2 separate regions of the Anser cygnoides genome follow, and region 2 is linked to region 1. Evidence: chromatin contacts called from public Hi-C data. All regions are on one chromosome and are shown on one strand. Each heading gives the region's core, a stretch centred on a gene start, on an enhancer-like site or on the middle of the called end of the contact. The rest is flanking DNA. Distances are from core to core; before and after follow the strand shown.

Region 1 (2,759 bases), core at 257-2,756:
CTGACTTGCTTCTTCATTCCAGAAGCAGCCTGAAAACTAACTTGCTAAGCTCTTTCAAAGCCCTCTTTAAATCTCTTCGTTGCTGTCATATCTGTCATACACAAACAAAAACTTGGCAGCAGGAGGTGTCTGGAGTGCCAAGGCCTCAGCCTGTCATCTTGATCATTATTGTCTAGTTATTTATTTTGCGTGTAATTGGTCTTTGGAGCAAGATTATCCTTCTGTGCTTGTACAGCACCTAACATGGTCTGATCTTGCCCATAACCAGCTTGTAGATTTGCTGATAAGAACAAATTCAGGAGCTGACTGGCAAGGCTTCAATATCCATGTTTTCCAGGGAGAATATAAAAATAATGCTTACCATTTCCTTTTAAAGAGAGAGCACTCACTAACGTGGTGTGAAATAGATGCTCCTCCTCTTCTATAGAGTTTGAAGGCTCACAACAGGGTAAAACCAGCACTTCGATTTTCCATTTGCATGGACACTTGCAGTTTGGCTTCTTGATGTCAAATTAAAATATGATGTGGATTTGAGTCATGTAAGTGTTTTTTATTAGACACTTAAGTTTAAAACACTTCTTCATATGGAGGTTTTAGTTGCAAATAAATTTTGGGAGAGAACAGTTTCCTTTTTTCTTGGGGTCAGAATTGTATTCTAAGTACAATTGCTATACAAGCCTTCTCATCTCTAGGATCGCTTGTCTCTGGTTTTATTTTCCTTTTTTTTTCTCCTCTCCTGGTATTTCAAATCTTGCTGGGCTCTCTTACATGATTGTAATCGTGAGGAAGAAATATTCCGTATGCATGGCCTTTGGATGCTGATAATACTCTTTCTCCCAATTGCTTATGCAGAGGGCATAAGTTTTTTTTCTTCCCTGTAAATACATAGAAAATGACAGGGTTCGTAAAGTGCCACTGGATTTATAATAGACTGATTAGTCATATGATGCTTTTTTGAGTGCATATTGTAGAGAGTGTATTGGAATGGAAAGTTGTGTACAAGTGTTTTTTGTTTTGCATTGGTGAAATGGGATAACAAAAGTTTTGTTTTTAAAGCGCTTGTTGCTCTTCGCATATGGTCTTGAAACACAGCTGAAAAAAAAATGTTGGCTCTGTGTGTGTTTGTATAACTGCCTGCAGGGGATTACAAATGAAGTTAAGTGTGTTTATTCCAAAGAAGGATATTGTCTTGTTTTGTGTTGAACGTTCTCCTCTATGTGATTCCATTGCTGTAACTTTGCGTGGTGGTTAGTCTTCAGTGATGTGTTGGTGAGTTCACTGCTGTTGCAGGCTGGAATTGATTGCTGTTTTGATATCAGCGGCAAAACTTACTGAATATTAGGATGTTAAACACCAGGAGTGTTTGTTGAATGGAGCACCACGGGGGGATGGCCCTACCAGGTGGGCCAAAGCAGCTTTTTGCATGTGTGTGTATTTCAAACTGTAGCTGATGGTATAATTTAAAAGCAGGTCTAGAAGCTTGGCTGCCTACTTGCAGAAGATGCCAGAAATACCTCATGGTTATGAACCTACGTTATGAGCATAGCTGACCTGTCTCTGATGTGATGGAGTGCTGTGCCAGGAGCTGCGTGGGATTGCTTGGATTGGTCCCAGGCCAAGGGAGAGGCCAAGGGAGTCTCCTGAGGGCAAACACAGTTCCTTGACAAGTCTGCACAAAGCTAAAAGCAGGAGCCTGGCACCATATCCCTGCCAGCAGCATACTGCTTGTCCATCAGCCGCAGCAGATGCTGCAGCAGGTCCCGTGAACGTTAATATCCCTCATGCTGGTCATGAAAGACTAAGTAGACAACTCTCTAACGTTTTGTTGAAATACAGACTTTTTCATGTGTTTGCTAGCTATTGCAAATTTTCCGTCGTTGTGGGAAGGAGATGATAAAGAAAAAGCAGTTGAGTGATTTCCTTTTGATGTTTTATATTAAGTCTAGCTATATGAAGCTCCAGCTTCTTGAAAATCACTGCATTGTAACTTAGTCTTTGCAATACAAAAAATGTAATTGAGCTTCAAAGTCTTTTGAAATAGCTTTTAACTGTGAACTTCAAAACCCTTGGTTGATTAGGAGCAGTCAGGAGTTTGGTACATATTCGTTCTGAGGTACTTAACGCTAAATACCTCAGACATTTTATATTTTCCTTTAAAACAGATCAGCAAAGCAGATTTACTATGCTGAAGTGGTGTGGCTCATTTCATTATCTAGCATGTGTGGTGAGTTGGCAGTAGCTATAGAGAAGACAACAACGCTGTGACTTGAGCTGGGCAAAAGGTCCGAGTGGGTTGTACGTGGACCGGAGGCGCGTGTCCTCGTTCCTCTTGCTGTGAGAGGGCTGCAGTCAGCAGCTCCGAGCCAGTTATTCACAGGAAGGGGCAGTCAGCTGTTCTGGTGGTTCGGTGCACAGTCAGGTACTTCGTACTTCAAGTAAAATAGATGATCAGATGGTAGCGTGTCACTGCTGAGTCTGGGCTTTCCCTCTTCTCCTTTGAGATGGCTAATGCCGTGTGAATTAACCCTACCTTTGTTGTGGTTTATTGGTGGACAGCCTTTTGTTATCAAACTACAGATGACACGAACTAATAACAAACTGTGCTTTTTTCTGTCTTGCCCAGGTGGTGGAAGTATATGGTCTCCTGGCTCTGGGAATGTCTTTGTGGAACCAGCTGGTGGTCCCGGTTCTTTTCATGGTGTTTTGGCTCGTCTTGTTTGCTCTTCAGATCTATTCCTATTTCAGTACACGGGACCAGC
Region 2 (2,913 bases), core at 364-2,863, 250 kb before region 1:
TCCCCTGAAAGGGCAAGCAGAGCAGGGGCTGCCCCCGCTCCATCCCCTGCTCCGAGGGCTGCTCTGAGCAGACTCAGCTGGGCAGCAGCTGCTCTGAACCCCGTTTACCTGCAGCGTTTCCCTGTTGTGTTTTAAGCTGTGGAGGAAGAGGTGGTGGACTCCGCTCCTCCTGAAATAGCGCAGTTTGTTCAGCCAGACCCTGCTGTCAGCCGTGGTCCCGCCTGCGGTCACTTGCTGGGTTGCTTTGCGTAGTGCTGAGTCCCCTGCTTCCAGCAAAGGCCCAATGGCCTTCCCTGGGCTTGTGCTGATGCTGCCTGGGACAGGGCTCAGACTTTCGGGGAGCTCCCTTAGCTGGCAAGGGTGGGGGGTCTCCTCCTCTGTGCCACAGGTTCCACAGCTGCCGCTGCTGTCCATACTGGAGGGGGACAGGGAGAAGAGGTCTGTGTCCAGCGGCATGCTGGCCAGGGAGCCCAAGTCACTGTTAAACGTGGTGGTGCTGCAGTTCTGCTCCGGGCTGCAGAAGGAGCTGTGGGGGCTGGAGGCAGGAGAGAAGCAGCCCTTGTTCTCCACCGTTCCTGCCGTGTCTGCGGCAGCACAGGGGTACGTGGGAGCGTCATGCTGGGGCGCTGCAGGGCTCAGCCCCGCCGCCGCCGCCTCCGTTTCTTTCTTTGTGGTGAAGCAAAGCCTGGGATGGGACACGTGTACGGCCGGGGCAGCAGGCTCACGATCAGCACAGTCCGTGGGCGGAGGCGGGCTGCACGTGTCTTCCTTCGTCAGGTCGATGATGGTGATGCTGCTCCACGGCACCGGCTCTGTGCTCGCATCCTCGCGGGTCAGATCGATGATCTCCTGCGGGGACAGAGGGGGGTCAGCGGTGGCACCTGGGGGGGGACATCTACAGCAGCGCATCATGCCCCTGCTAGGCCGGGAGAGCCGTGGGGGCACGGGGGCTCGGGGGGGGGGGCACGGGGGCTCACTCCTCAGGGGCTGGGGACAGAAACCGGGAGCAGAGCCCTGCACCCAGCCGGGGCCCAGCGCTACCTCTGCGTCCATGGCGGGGCACGCAGCTATGCCGGCGCTGAGGCGGCTGCGAGCAAGAAAATCAAGTGAAATCCGCGCATCTCCCGGCCGGGGGCCGCTGCCTTTCCCCGGGGGGGCCGCACGTAGCCCCGGCGAGGCGACCGCAGCCACGGGCCCAGGGGGGGGGGGCCACCGGTTGCCACCGGCTTCCAACGGCTTGAAGCCCACCTCAGAACGGGGGCGGGGGGGGGGGGGCAAAAAACGGCCCCTCAGCCCCCCGCCCTGTGAGGGGCCGGGTGCCGGGGTGCCCCCCGAGGCGGCTCCCCGGCCTTGGGGGCTGCAAAACCGTTGGGGACCGGGGACGGATGGGGGATGGCGGGGGCGTAACGGGGCTCCCCGGTAGCACCGGGGGCTCTCGGCGGGCGTCCCGCGTCGCGGCTCCCTCCCTCACTCACCGCGGGGCGCGCCCGGCGGCGGCGGCGGCGGCTTTGGGGGGGCGGCGGCGGCGGGGAGCGGCCGCCCTCGGAGCCCGAGTCGCTGAGGAGCACGGCGCCGTCCGCCATCTTAGCGCCGGGCCGGCGGCGGAAAGCGCGTCAGGGCCGGCGGGGCGGGCCGGGGGCGGCCCGGCGGCGGCGGCGTCGGCCCCGCCATGGCGGTGTCGCCCTACGTGCAGGCCATGCAGGAGCTGTTCCGAGCCAACACGCGGAGCCGCGAGTTCCCGGCGCACGGCGCCAAGGTGCACTCGGTGGCCTGGAGCTGCTGCGGCCGCCGCCTGGCCTCCGGGTCTTTCGATAAGACGGCCAGCGTCTTCCTGCTCGAGAAGGACCGGCTGGTGAGGGGACGGGGCGGGGGGAGGCCGCTGCCCGTGGGCCGGCCGCTGGGGCGGGGGGCTGGGGACGGGGGGAGGCAGCGGAGGGACACAAGCTGGGGGGGGAGCAACCCTGGGGGCGTGGGGGTGGGGGCTGGTACCGGGGTCAGGGAGCCGGTACCGGGGTCAGGGAGCCGGTACCGGGGTGTGGGGGCCGGTACAGGGGTGTGGGGGCTGGTACCGGGATATGCGATCCGGTACCGGGGTGTGGGGGCCAATACCGGGGTGTAGGGGCCGGTACCGGGATATGGGGGCTGGTACCGGTCGGTGGTCTGGTAGGGGAGGCCGGGGACCGTGACCGAAGTGGTGGTGGAGGTGCTGGGGTCGGTAACGGGTAGTCCCCGGGGGTGGGCTGACCTGACCGGGGCTTGCTCCCCCCCCCCCCCCCGTTGGCTAACCGTCCTCTTCCTCCAGGTGAAAGAGAACAACTACCGGGGGCACGGGGACAGCGTGGATCAGCTCTGCTGGCACCCCAGCAACCCCGACCTCTTCGTCACGGCGTCCGGGGACAAGACCATCCGCATCTGGGACGTCCGCACCACCAAGTGCATCGCCACCGTCAACACCAAAGGTGGGTCCCTGCCTTCCGGGGGCTGCTGGGCCCCCCAGCACCTCCGCTGCGTGGGTCCCCTCTGCAACGATGCCGCTCTCTGGCCTCTTTTGTTGGTTTTGGCAGTCAGGGCATCTTTGTTGCTGCTTCTGGTTTAGTGTTGCCCTCGTCTAACTTGAGCTGGTGTAAGGGGCAGCAGCGACCACGAGGGCTGGCTTATGCTGGTGTCAGGACTGAGGAACTGCTGAAATATGCAGCTGACTGTTAAAGCGTCCTGCAGGCTCGTCTCGTCTCTGCAGTCTGGGGGCTGCAAGGCTGGAGACTGGGGAAGGCATGTAAGCAGAGACACAAGGTGGAAGTCAAGGTTTACATGAATTTAGAAAGCGATTCTTCAAACTTATGGGTTGATTGACCTAGATACCATCTCTGGCGTAGGAAATCTCTGACTTCCAATTGTCAGAGCTGTAAATGTTGT

What was found. A called contact is a pair of places that touch in the nucleus more often than the background predicts.
Region 2: a contact with region 1 is called in a Hi-C map of granulosa cells, with 1.7 times the contacts expected there. The contact joins the promoter of THOC3 here to the enhancer-like site in region 1. A contact is called at or near these places in 2 of 7 Hi-C or Micro-C datasets (granulosa cells and liver).

Annotation. Positions count from the first base shown.
Region 1 is chr14:8,891,663-8,894,421 of Taihu_goose_T2T_genome, reverse strand. It overlaps RNF145 (ring finger protein 145), which reads left to right. Exons shown (of 12, transcript XM_067005463.1): 7 at 2,624-2,759. Among named protein-coding and RNA genes, the nearest start is that of EBF1, 29 kb to the right of the region's middle. Within about 2 kb of position 1,506, at least 1 of the 3 cell types and tissues checked has open chromatin away from gene starts, as enhancers often do.
Region 2 is chr14:9,136,967-9,139,879 of Taihu_goose_T2T_genome, reverse strand. It overlaps THOC3 (THO complex subunit 3), which reads left to right and starts at 1,613. Exons shown (of 6, transcript XM_066977198.1): 1 at 1,613-1,852; 2 at 2,303-2,459. The coding sequence starts at 1,670. It overlaps SIMC1 (SUMO interacting motifs containing 1), which reads right to left and starts at 1,606. Exons shown (of 10, transcript XM_066977189.1): 1 at 1,476-1,606; 2 at 109-849. The coding sequence starts at 1,583.